Regions from separate parts of the Canis lupus genome. Here region 1 is linked to region 2. Evidence: chromatin contacts called from public Hi-C data. All regions are on one chromosome and are shown on one strand. The core of a region is the stretch at or near the end of the contact, and the rest is flanking DNA. Distances in the headings are between cores, read along the strand shown.

Region 1 (6,928 bases), core at 3,821-6,320, 570 kb after region 2:
GCATTTTGCCACAGGAATGAGTTGTGTTAAACAGGAATGGAATCCTGGTGCTGGAGGAGCTGTGAATCATGGGGATGCGCAGGTTGTCTGAGATTACAGTGGGAGTTTGGCAGTATTTTTGGACCAGGTTTTCCATGAATCCGGGCAAGTGATCTAGAGCTGGTGGATAATGATCATTATGCTTGAGACTCAAAAGGGGGCAGAGGGTGGGAAGCTGTATACAGGTAGGAATAAAATCTTCTGGAACTGGCAGCTAGAACCTAGACTGCCAACAGGACTTTCAAAGCTCTCTTAGCATGTTGAAACGCGGGGCCGGGGCGGGGAGCAGTTTTTGTTTGCCAAGGCTCAAGGGAAGTGATGATGTCTTTGGGGGGATGTCATGTTTCATTTAAGGCAAGAAAGTGAAGGTATGGTTCTCTGAGGATGTTGGGGGCTACAAAGGATGTTGAGTGCTTACAATGAAATTGTGGCTTTTACAGTGGAAAGTTTCAAAGAGGTCAGCAGCTGAAAGAAGCTAGGGGAAAAGAAGCATAGGCAATTTGTAAACAGAATGAATGGTGTAGGTAAGATTTTTTGACCTTGAAGTTACAAAGAAATGCAGGTATGAATTTGACTGAAAACTAACTTCAAGACGGTGGGGGTGTACAGTAGCTGTCTTCTGTTGATTTGGGGGTATAGAACATACCTCTGGTGCTACTAAAAGGGCTGCAGGATGCCCCCTCTGTCCACACCAATTAAATGATCCCAAGTAGGCTATTCATCTTCCTGTGTCCTATTTTATCCATTTCTAAAATAGGGGCAGTAATACCAACCTCTCTGAGTTGTCAGAGAATCATATTAATGTACATTTTGGAAAGTACAGTTTGTTTGAAGACATGGCTTTCAGGAAAGCATTATGGAAAAGCAGAAATGTATGCATTACATTCTGTACACAAATAAAATAATTTATCAGGGAAATAGCTGAAATCAAAATCATTTGATGATCAAAAATCATTATAATGATCAAAAATCATTATAAGAAGGAATTTTTTTTCTTTAGTCATTCTTTCCATTACAAATGATTTAAGTGGAAACTTAAGAACAAAGGTTCAGGACTTTCCTTAAAGTCTTTTAGCAGAGCTCAAACAGCCACAGGTTGGGACTCTGGGCCACATGCCAGTATTTATTAAAGAGCGTTCTAAGCAAGACAGCATAATAATCAGAAACTGGAAATTTCTCTCCTTTCCCACATACAAGGGCTCTTCCCTCAATCTGTATATTGCAGATACTCATGCAATATATTTAGTACCAGGCAATAGCCATTTTAGCCTGTATTTCCTTGTATACTGTTTTTAAGATAGGAAAAATGTGATCATGCTTTTCTTTTACCTTCAGAAAAATCTAACATTATTGAGACACTATGAAATAGGAAAAAGTTATTTCCATGTACAAAATAAAAGTCACGGGAGGTCTTTGAGTTTATGTTTAGGAAATTTCTATTTAGGATATGGAAGAGTGTCTACTGTGGAGATGATACTTGACAAGATAAATACCCCATCACAAATTCCGCATTTCACTGAAAATTGAAACACTACACTGTATCAGACATATAGGCATAGCAGTTCTATAGCCCACCTCTGCCAGAAATACCAAGAAATTTGCCTGAAAATGTCCTGTATCTTCTGACATCAGGGTTGAACAACTCAAAAATTTGTGGAATGAGATGTTTATGAAACAGAGAATGATTAAAGGAAACGAAGTCCATCTGGAATCCTGAATTAAAAAAAAAATCTGTGAGGATGTCTTCCTTACGACAAAAGTAACATTATTTTCATTGTTGAAGATGTAAAACATACATGTAAAATTAAGGAAAGACATCAAGCCATCACTTAAATATACGGGTATATATCCTTTCAGCATTTTCTTACAAATCCCTATGAACGTATAACAAACATGGACTCACACTAGACATAACATCGTGTAAGCTACAGAACGTATGTACGCATGCGTCTAAGGACTGTGGTAAAGAGCAGTTTCCCAACAGGCTGCTTGGGGTGGGGTCTCAGCTCTGTCATTGACTAATGGGATGACACTGGGCAGGTTTCTTCATCATTCTGTTGATGGGAAGTCACAGAATCTAGAGCTAGAAGCATCAGAATGCCATCAGCCAAGGTCAAAAGTCTGTAAGAGGTTTGTCATGGGGAGATCAGCAGTCCAATCTGTTGGACGCTTGAGAAGAAATATCAACATTATTATCCTCATTTTATAGATGAAGAAACAGAAAACCTTGACACAGCAAGATAAAGAACTTAGCCCGAATCTTCACAGATGGTGGGCTGTACGTAGAGTTGCGTGACTCCGGAGCATGCTTGGGGCAGGGCTGCTACTAGCGCATATGGTGCCCTTGTGAAATCAGAAAACACTCCATCTCGTGAGTAAAATGCAGTCACGAAACCCAAATGATGTTTTCCCAGGGGAGCTCTGCCTGTGTGCACACAATTGCCCAGGCTGTTGCTTGATCCCACACCCACACTTGAGGCAAGTTCTGAATAGTTTGTGCTGCTTCCCCCACTATTATCAAGGTCAAAGTTGGGCAACGGAAAGCAAGTCTTTGATACGTACCAGGTAAGTGAGGGACCAATCACAGGTGTCACTGGGAATGCCGCCGTCAAGACAGGTGTGACTTGTGCAGGTGCGTGCCAGTACGGAGGTGAATGGTCCCCTGAGTGTGTATGGTCATTATGAACCCGATGTGGGCTTTTGTAGGAGTTAGCTCTGCACTGCTCCAGAACTCTTAGGCCTGTCTGTGATTTCAGAGAAGTTACATTTATCTGCAATGTAAAAATCAACATACTCTTGTTTACCGGGCTCTTGTACGGTGTGCCATCTGAACACCCCTGTGCTGCAACCTTATTCCTAACGACGCTTGTATTCATTCGACAAGCGTTAGGGGTCCACCCACATGCAAAGCACCACACGAGGCACTACAATAGATTCAGAGACACCCATCCTTTTTTAATCAAGGGATGTAATTTCTAGTAAAGAAACTGCACATAAATAGCATAGAATACAGAGTCCTAAGCTCTACAAGAGAAGCACTGAGAAACTGCTATGTGAATTCACAAGACGAAGTATTTATTTGTTTGGTTAATTAAAAAAAAAAAAAAGTCATGAAGGCACTTGAGGAGAGGCCTGAAGGCGGTATCTGGATGCGCAGAAATGGAAACGAAGGTAGTTCGGAAGGACCAGGGGAGGTGAAGGCGTATCACCGCGTGTGGGAAGGGTGGGCACTCGGCCCCCGAGGGCGATGAAGCTCTTGGGAAGGCCCCTGTAGCCGCTGGGCCAACTGCGGAACACGCGAGCAAGTGTCTCCGACACAGGTGTGCAACTACTGAAAACACATACGCATGCTTTCAACTGAAGTATCAGAAATCGCTCAAGCATCGGCCTGAATCCGCAACGGGGGCTGTGACTGCGTCATTTCCTAAAGTCGACGAACACCGAGGACGCTCCCAAGAGCTAGTTCAAGAGATTTTCCAGCGTCAGAAAACAAGGTCTGCATTCAAGAAGAAGGCGGGTGGGTTCCGGGTTTGGACGGGCCTGTGACCGGGTCCGCTTCATCTCCCGCGGCGACCAGAAAGCCAGCCTCGCTCCTTACAACAGCGAGAGGGACCCGCGGCACATCCGGGGGTCGGGGCGACGCCGAGCGGGATCAGACCAGCCGCCTGAGCGGAGGCCGCCCTGAACACCAAGGTCACTAACGGGGACGTCGTTGGGGGGTGGGGGGGATGGGGATGGTGGGGGTGGGGGTGGGGATAGTGGGGATGATGGGGGTGGGGATGGTGGGGATGATGGGGATGATGGGGATGATGGGGGTGGGAGTGATGATGGTGGGGGAGTCAGGGTGATGGGGGTGGGGATGGAGGGGATGTGGGGGGTGGGGATGGAGGGGGAGTGGGGGTGATGGTGCGGATGATGGGGGTGGGGTGGGGATGATGGTGAGGGGGTGGGTGGGGAGTGGGGGTGGGGATGATGGGAGAGTAGGGAGGATGGGGTGGGGGGATGGGGTGGGGATGATGGTGGGGGGCTGGGTAAGGGGATGATGGGGTGATGGGGGTGGGGATGATGGTGGAGGGGTGGGTAGGGGGATATTGGGGTGATGGGGATGATGGGGTGGGGAGGGGGATGATGGGGGTGGGGATGATGGGGGTGGGGTGGGGATGATGGTGGGGGGTGGGTAGGGGAATGATGGGGTGGGGAGTGGGGGTGGGGATGATGGTGGGGGGGTATGGGGGGACAGTGGCGGTAGGGATGGTGGGGGTGGCTCCTCAAGGGTTTCCAGGGGCCGGAGAGTCGAGGGGGCCATAGTTGGGTCATGCTGTGGCCGAGGCCCGAAGCGCGAGCCAGGAGTCTCTGGGGCGTCACAGGCCCTGACGCCTCCGCATTTCCCCGGGCGGGCGGAATGGGAGACAAGCCCCCCCCGCCCCGCCCCGCCCCGCGGGTGCCGCCCGCCACCGAGAGCAAACGCACCGGAAGTTCGGCTCGGGGCACCCTGAGCTCAGGCACGAAGCTGTCGTGGCCGAAAAGGGGCACAGGAAACAGCAAACGTAATCTACGCTGGAAAGAAAGCTCTAGAAGTTGTGCTCAGTCCCTTAAGACGAAAGAATTTTTAACTTTTTTCTTTTTTTCTTTTTTTTTTTTTTTACAACACAATAGAGTCCGGGGACGCTAACTTGCGGTTTCCGGAGCGGACCTCCTGCACACCCGCCAGGCTCCACTCGGCCGCACCTTCGGGCGCGCTCGTGACGTCACCGCGACCCCCCGCGCTCCGGCGTCGCGAAGGACGCGGTGCGTCTTCACCAAAGAGACGTAAGGGGGCGGGGCGAGTCCCGCGGCGTCCTCGCGCGCCCCCGCGTGGCCGCTGGCTCTGACGCGGCCCACGGCGTCGCCCCCAGGGCCCGCCCCCAGGGCCCGCCCCCAGGGCCCGCGCATGCGCCCAACCCCTTCCCCCCCCCCCCCCCCCCCAGTCCTTCGCAGCGGCGGGCGACGGGCGACGCCTCCAGGTCACACCGCGAGGTGCAGGCGGCGGACGCGCTCGGCGCGGCGGGGCGATGGCGGAGGAGTCGAAGCGCGCTGGCTCGGAGTCGGGGCCGGCTTGTCAGGCCGCGGCCGCCGCAGACGCCGCGGAGTCCTCCCTGCCGGCCGCCGAGGTGGCCCCGAGGTCGTCGCGGGCGGAGGAGCAGGGCGGCAAGTGCGTGTTCTGCCGCATCGCCGGCCGGCGGGAGCCCAGCACCGAGCTGCTGCCCTGCGAGGTGGGCGGCGGGCGGCGGGCGGCGGGGGGCGGGGGGGCCTGCTGCTGCTGCTGACCCACGGCGACCCGGAGCGGGACTGTCCCCGGCCCGACGTTCCCCCGCTCGGAGCGGGACTGTCCCCGGCCTGACGTACTCCCACCCCCCGCCCCGCAGCGGGACTGTCCCCCCCCCCGACGTCCTCCCCCTCCCCCCCCGGCGGGACTGAACCCCCCCATGTCCTCCCCGTCCCCTGGGAGCGGGACTGGGCCCCCCCACATCCTTCCCCAGAGCGGGACTGTCCCCCCCCACGTCCTCTCCCCCCATGAGCGGGACTGTCCCCCCCCGACGGCCCCCCCCGACGTCCTCTCCCCCCCCATGAGCGGGACTGCCCCCCCCATATCCTCCCCCCAGAGCGGGACTGTCCCCCCCGACGTCCTCCCCGCCATGTCCTCTCCCCCCATGAGCGGGACTGTCCCTCCCCCCGACGTCCTACCCCCCCCATGAGCGGGACTGCCCCCCCATATCCTCCCCCCATGAGCGGGACTGTCCCCCCCCATGTCCTCTCCCCCCATGAGCGGGACTGCCCCCCCACATCCTCCCCCCAGAGCGGGACTGTCCCCAGGCCCCGACGTCCCCGCCCCCCAGCGGTGAGGGTCTCTGCAGGATCCTTGCTGTGCAGGGTTGGGGCGCGGGTTGGGCGTGGGGTGGGGACACCATGTAGCCATAAAGCCAAACTCTTGGGCCTCTGTGTGCAGGTAGGAGGTATTTGGCAGAAAATAGCATTTGTGGCCTGTTTTCTAGAGGGCTTGGTCCCCGCCGCCCAGACCGGCCTCACATCCTGCACAGGCCCCTGCCCCAGGGGAGAGAGCTGCTGGAGAGGAGCTCGTCCTTGTAGAGGCTCCTTGGTTAGGCTCAGTGAAGCTGGGCGGGGGGCACTGGGGCAGAGGTCGCACTGCTCCCCACGGAAGGGCGCAGGTCCTACAGGTGGTGTCAGTTGGCACCGGCGCACTTTTTCAGAGCACTAAGTACTGAAAACAGATAATCTGATACACATTTTCTTCTATCACTTCTACGTGCCTTTAAAGAAATTGCTTTGGGAGAGGATCAGCTCCAAAGATTTTGGGCTTTTTTGTTTTGTTTAGTTTAGTTTTGTGTTTTTTTTGGTGATTCTTAATTCCTTTGTTGGAACAGATGCACTCGAATCTGTCGTAAGCACCTAGTGTTGGAGATTCACGGCTGAGTAGGAGGAAGGATAGTCGCTGTTCAGATGTCATAGGCTAAAGGGTGGCCTGAACGCGGAGCAGGTGGCTGCAAGTCGCCGGAGCTTGGTGAGGTGGTCCTGAAGCAGCGGAGCTTGTCTCCCTGAGTGGAAGCAGGAACCTCCCGGACCCAGGACAGTGAGCCAAGCCGTAGAAGTCTACTAAGCAGAGATGCAGAGGAAGCTCTCAGGGGTGACCTCCCCACAGGGCTGCCCCTGGCGCCATGTAGGTCTGCCCTTTATAGGGAACTGACCAGGGAACTTGGCAAATTCCGTGTCACTATCAGGGTGCATATTTAGAAGACAGGTGGGGGACTCCTAAGGTCATAATAGCCAAGGAGGTGTTCTTGTAAGTATCATGAGCCCAAACAAGGTGTTTACTTCTCAGGGTAACATCTCC
Region 2 (6,112 bases), core at 2,198-4,697:
AAAAAAAAAAGTTTTACATGTAACCCCTCTTTCTTTCTTTCTTTCTTTCTTTCTTTCTTTGTAGCATAGGAAAGCTCCCAAGCGTGGCCCTGGACGGACAGGGGCATTAAAGGAAGGTGTTGACCCTTGAGATGACCTGGCAAAAGCAGAGCCAGGACCCAGCTCATGCCTGGAAGGTGTGGGAGCGAAGGAACGTCATAGAAGGAACGTTGATTCAGGAGGAGGTTGGGCTTTGTCCTGCTTTGCCACTTCTCTGGCCCGTGGCCCAGGGTAGCAGTTGCCACAAAGACGTCGGGGTGGGCTGCTTGCCCCGGAACCACAGGCCCTGAAGGCTTCCTGCTGAAGCGGCCTGTGGTGGCCGCAGGGTGGCCCTGACGTGGCCGGGGGATGTGCCTTCTTCAGCCTTCTTCCAGCGTGGCTCCAAGCCACTGGCCACTACAAGGCGTGACAGTCACCTCTGCAGTCCCCAGGGTGGCGAGCAGGTTGGGGGGGGTGGTCTCTGTGTGGCCAAGGACGACATCCCCGTGTTGTTCTGCTCTCCACGGTCGGAGCAAACGGTTCCTCCCGCCGGTCCTCCCGGGAGGCTGCAGGTCTCCACCGACGTCCGTCTTCAGGGACCGGAGCTTTCCACGGCTCCACCGGGACCTTCAGCCGCTGTGTTGCCCCTGCCTCGTCCTCTGCGTCCGGCTCGAGCTTGGACATTCTCCGACTGCAGCAGCTCGGGCCTGAGCTCCCGAGCCGGTTGTCGGTTGGTTTTCTGAGGATGGGGACACCGGACGGAGGGGTTCCCGGGGGGGGGGGGATACGGTGTAGCTGGGGAGGCGAGGGGGGAGCCCGGGGTAGCGAGGCTGTTTGCAGGCTACCAAACCAATGACTTGTTTTAAGGACCTGTTCCCCAATCTGTAGCAGAGTGGCCCAGGCCAGGAGCTCGAGGCGTGACTCGGGGGGCCCGGGCCTGAGCCTGGCCAGCGCTTCTCAGCCTGGCCCGGTGCCCTCTCAGTCCCCGCAGGCTCTCTGGGCCGCACGGCCTGTGCTGGAGGCAGGTGGCAGCGTGGCTCCGGGGCAGCGGTGGGCCCGTGCGTGCCCCGGGGGCTCCCTTGCTGCCAGGCCCGCCGTCCCCGGGGAGCACCCATCCAAGCATCTCTCGGCTCGTCCAGCCAGCAGGCCGACGGGGTCCGGCAGGGGGGTGTCCTGCCGAAAGACGGCAGCCCGGCCGTCACATCCTCCCAGCGCCTCCGGGTCCAAGATGCTGAGCCACGGCCGACCTGGCCTCGAGGTTGCAGGACCTGCGGCCCGGTCCTGGGGCACGCGGGTTCCCCCTGAGGCTGGGATCAGCTTGTCCTCCCAGATCCCACCCGAGACGGGCGAACGAAGGCCAGAAGGGTGGTGGCTCGGGACTTGCTGTGTCCCAGGGATGCGGGACCCCGCGTCTGCACCGCCCGACGCCTCCACCCCGTTCCAGCTTGGGGATCCTCGGCGGTGCCTGCACTCCCCGATAATCTGTCTTTCTTTAGGCTTCCACCAATGGTGACCATTTTCTTCCTGATTTTGAGAAGAGGAAAAAAAAATTTCTCCGTGCAGGCCGAGGACTCGGTTCAACTTGCAAGTCTCAGAGCATCGTGGCGTGTCCTCTGCTGCTTCGGGATCAGCCCGTTCATCGCCGCCTAGGAGCCATTGAGCTGCTCTGCAAGCACAGAGGGCCTCAAGCAGCCACCTGGCCAAGGGCTGTTGAGCAGACCGGGGTGCACACCTCCTTGTTGGGGGCACGGGGGACGGCGGCCCGTCCCCAGCCTCCGGGTGGACCCAAGGAGAGCTTGTTGCAGGTGCCTTTGGCCAGGACTCCCCGCCTCCCACAGGTGTCACCTGTAGTCTCAGAGGATGGGCACAAGGGGGCACCATCCCACCAGTGTTCTTTCTGGTTCTTTCTGGATCTGGGAACCACTGCCCTGTACTCGCTAGTTTCCACTGAGTGTCAACTTTCTGCTCTCCCCACGCTTCCCTGGCTTTTCCTATCTCCTTTCCCGTGTTTTTCTTTGGTTCTTGGGAATCTGAGGTACAGAGTTGATGGCCTCAATGATGGTGGTGACCATCATGCTAGTAGAAAACCTACAGAAACACTGATAGTGACCTGATATTGGAGGCTTATTATGTGCTAAGGGCTTTCAAGATATTATTTATTTGTTTAGTTGTTTATTTTTATTTTTTTATAAAGATTTTATTTATCCATGAGAGATGCAGAGAGAGAGGCAGAGACACAGGCAGAGGGAGAAGCGGGCTCCATGCAAGGAGCCCCATGTCAGACTCGATCCCTGGGACCCGAGGGTCACACCCTGAGCTGAAGGCAGATGCTCAACCACTGAGCCACCTGGGCAACCCTCCAGATAGTATTTAAAAGTCTCACTGCAACTTTGCAAGGTTGTCTTCATTTTATGAACAAAGAAGCTAAGGTTCAGAGAGCTCCAGCAAACTTCCCAAGGACATACCTGCAACAAGGAGGTAAAGAGGAGCAGGGTGAAAGCAAGTTGATGCAATGTCAGGGCATTACTGGTCTTTGGAGCATTTACAGAACTTGCACATGGGGTATAGTGGGGGGGAAAACCAAACAGGAGCTCAGCCTTTGTGAAGTTCATGATCTAAAAGAGGATATGGAGTAAAAATAAAGGGGGAAAGAAGTAAAAGCAAAAATAAAGGAAAAAGAGCAAGTTATATCTGTGATGAGAATGAAAAAAAGGACACATATATATGACATTTGTAAGACTGTATATTTAAAAAGGGTGTGAGATTATTGGGAACACTTTCCAGGTGTAGAGTCAAGAAGACATCCTGAAGTTGATTCTTAGCTTGGAGTAGTTCTGAAGACAGGAGTGATAAGGTCAGAATAAAGAGCAGTTATTCTTGGGTTCAGCTCTCAAACTTGTGAATCCTTATTGTTAACTGTGGGTTTTGTTCTTTGTTGTTTTTTTGTTTGTTCATGACACTCGAATTTGCTCCATGTCCTTGGAGGTGAAGTCTCAGCTACAGCTCTATGTATAGGTGACAGAGACCTAGGTAAAATGTTTTGAGGGTTTATACACCCAAATATTCCAGGTTATCTATCCCATAGAACCATAAGAACAGCAAGAGCCAGGAATCTTCTCATACTAAAATAAATGGAGGTTTATTTGCTGGGGAGCTGAGCATCCCACCTGGGACCTTGGATATGTCACTGCATTTAATCTTAACACAACCCCGTAAGATGTGCATTAATCAGTATTCCCTCAGGACGTCGAGCTTAGGTAGGTTGTGCAAATTCACCAGAGAGTAATACTTTTTTTTTTTTTTTTAGAAAAAGATTTCTTTTATGTATTCCTGAGAGACCCAGAGAGAGAGGCAGAGACACAGGCAGAGGGAGAAGCAGGCTCCCTGCCTGGGAGCCCGATGCAGGACTGGATCCCAGGACCCCGGGGTCATGACCTGAGCCCAAGGCAGACGCCCAACTGCTGAGCCACCCAGGCGCCCCAGCCATGGTAATTCTCACTTAAATTCGATTTATAAATTTCAAAGAATTTTCGGGTTATGCCTCCACCAGAGAGTGTAGTAACCTGGGTTAGGTCTCAGAGCAGCTAAGCGGCAGACACTGGACTCAAACCCAGAGTCCATTGCCCATTAGCCCATTGCCTTTCTCCTGCAATGGCAGCACCGCTTTATAGCAAATAATGTATTACACCACCAGTCTACCACTGGCGTTCAGAATACATCATCTCCAAGAACTTCTGTTAAAAATCAAGCATGTTATTTAGGAAGAACCGTATGAACATCAAATAACACATAAAGGCATCTGTTTTTATACCTACTTACAACTTGCTGTAAAAAGAAGAAGAATCTAAAATGCTTTTTTTTCAAATATTTTACATGAACGATTTTAGAGATACACGCAGTGATCTACATGACTATTGAGAATCAACACCTGTGTTTTTTTGCGTGTCAAAGAGAGATCTGTACTTTATCAACACAAACAGAACACAGTGGATGCATAGAGGTAAGAAATCTGTTCAAATGCAGCCTAATATCTTAGGCTGTCAGTGTTTATACAGTCCCAATCTTTCCAGTACCCTCTAAGCTGCAAACTTCTGTGAACCCAAGTGGGGGAAGAGTGGCCCCAAAGAAAGGGCCCTAGGATGGTCGTCAGTGGGTGTGGAGTAACAGGGCAAGTGTATGACGGAGTCACTGCACCGCTCTGGACCCCGGGGTCCCCATGTGTAACAGGAGGACCCCAGAAGACCTCTAAGATCCCCATTATGCTGAGGAACATTTCTTAATCTGAATTTAACATTTGGTTATTTGTTTTATTCAGCAGAAGATCCAGAATTTTTTAAGACCAGTCCAGACTGAGACACAGGTGACACATTTTCCATTGCTTTTTATTATGTTTGATGTCTTATGGAAATTTGTGATGTTTTAGGGAATTTTTTTCCATAGGTTCCCAGGAACCTAAGACCTGGGCACATCACATAAAACCAATTTCTGGCGGGGGCAAAAACAAAACAATCAAAACCCACAATAGGAAAAAAAAAAAAAAAAAGAGGAAGTTAACACTGTCTGGGGCCATCATAGCAGAACCAAGAGAATATATTCTTTTAAAAAAAATTTGGGGGGATCTCTGGGTGGCCCAGCACTTTGGCGCCTGCCTTTGGCCCAGGGCATGATCCTGGAGTCCTAGGATCGAGTCCCGAATCAGGCTCCTTGCATGGAGCCTGCTTCTCCCTCTGCCTGTGTCTCTGCCTCTGTGTGTGTGTGTGTGTGTGTGTGTGTGTGTGTGTGTGTCTCATGAATAAATAAAATCTTTAAATTTTTTTAAAATATATTCTTTAATTGAGACATTCTAGGCACTTCCTAAAAAGATGGGACGCTTCACGAATTTGCATGTCATCCTTGCACAGGGGAGACGCTCATCCTGTATTGCTCCAGTTGTAGTACGTGTGCTGCAGAGGCAGGTACCCATGGACCTTATTACTTTTTTTTAAGATTTTATTTACTTATTAATGAGAGAGAGAGAGAGACAGAGACAGAGAGGCAGAGACACAGGCAGAGGGAGAAGCAGTCTCCCTGCAGGGAGCCCGACATGGGACCCGATCCCAGGTCTCGAGGATCACACCCTGGGCTGAAGGCAGGCGCTAAACCACTGAGCCACCCAGGGATCCCAGGCACCCCACCCATGGCCCTTAAATGGGGATTCACAGATGGGGACAGAACATAGGGACAGAGGGAGCCCAGGCTTTGTTTCCAGAGCACCCACCTCCTATGCGCTCTCCCTAAGGCGGGCAGGATGGGATGCACAGTGTCAGGGACTCCGCCGCTGTTGGTGGACAAAGTCATCAGATGCTGTGCAAACAGGGAAAGGCTGGTGGACAGACAGAGCCACTGGTCCGGGGATAGGTCGTCAGACTCCGGCCCGAGGGCAGCCGCACAGGTCCCCGATGAGAGGTGGCGCTCTTCTCCAGGAGATCACCACGGCCACCTGTGGGCTGGGCCCAGGCCTGCCCCTCCTGCCCCTCCTGCTACTCGGCTACTTGCCTCTGATGGGCGGCAGATGTTCCGCATTAATGAGGGCGGGATGCATCCCTCGGATGGCAAACTCCATTCAGCAGGAAGAGAAGAAGAAAGGGTGAAAAGGAGAAGGAAGAAGGCAGAGGGTTGGGGGGAGGGAGAGAAATCCCTAGAACCTTCTGGTGTTTCGAGAAATGGTTGTACTCTCCTGGGGGTCGCCCTTAAAGCTAATTTGAACCGTTGGCTTCGGAAGGAGTGTGAGCAAGAGGTGCGCTGAGCTTTTGATTCTGCAGGTAGAAGCAGTTGGGTTTTTCGGACCCGTAGGCTGCCGCTTTGGGCTTCCGTGCATCAGCTTCCTACGGGGCTCTAGAGGAGAAGGCCAAATTCGTGGAGACTTTCAAAGGTACGAATGGTTTCTTAGTTTAAAAAAAAAAAAAAATCTGGGAGTACTGTAAACAGAAATTAAAAACTTAGGATTTAATAAGCTGTGGTTCAACATCAACACAGAACTCCCAGAAAACAAGGCACAAGGATTTGGTCCCCTGGTTTGAACGGATGATTTTACAGGATGCGTCTTTTTATACCT

The links. Hi-C and Micro-C count contacts between places; a contact is called where the count stands out from the background.
Region 1: a contact with region 2 is called in a Hi-C map of blood, with 6 times the contacts expected there. The contact joins the promoter of HINT3 here to the promoter of LOC111096211 in region 2. A contact is called at or near these places in 2 of 9 Hi-C or Micro-C datasets (amygdala and blood).

Annotation. Positions count from the first base shown.
Region 1 is chr1:65,398,271-65,405,198 of UU_Cfam_GSD_1.0, forward strand. It overlaps HINT3 (histidine triad nucleotide-binding protein 3), which reads left to right and starts at 5,071. Exons shown (of 5, transcript XM_038526727.1): 1 at 5,071-5,291. The coding sequence starts at 5,091. It overlaps LOC119870675 (a long non-coding RNA gene), which reads right to left and starts at 4,829. Exons shown (of 2, transcript XR_005353115.1): 1 at 4,510-4,829; 2 at 2,974-3,535.
Region 2 is chr1:64,829,963-64,836,074 of UU_Cfam_GSD_1.0, forward strand. It overlaps LOC111096211, which reads left to right and starts at 3,448. Exons shown (of 6, transcript XR_005353878.1): 1 at 3,448-3,506; 2 at 3,906-4,018; 3 at 4,334-4,378; 4 at 4,857-4,973; 5 at 5,820-5,929. LOC111098237 reads left to right here. Exons shown (of 4, transcript XM_038525608.1): 2 at 65-224; 3 at 1,515-1,823; 4 at 3,326-3,385. The coding sequence starts at 132. The coding sequence ends at 3,352. LOC119869890 (a small nuclear RNA gene) reads right to left here and starts at 4,977; the gene lies at 4,875-4,977.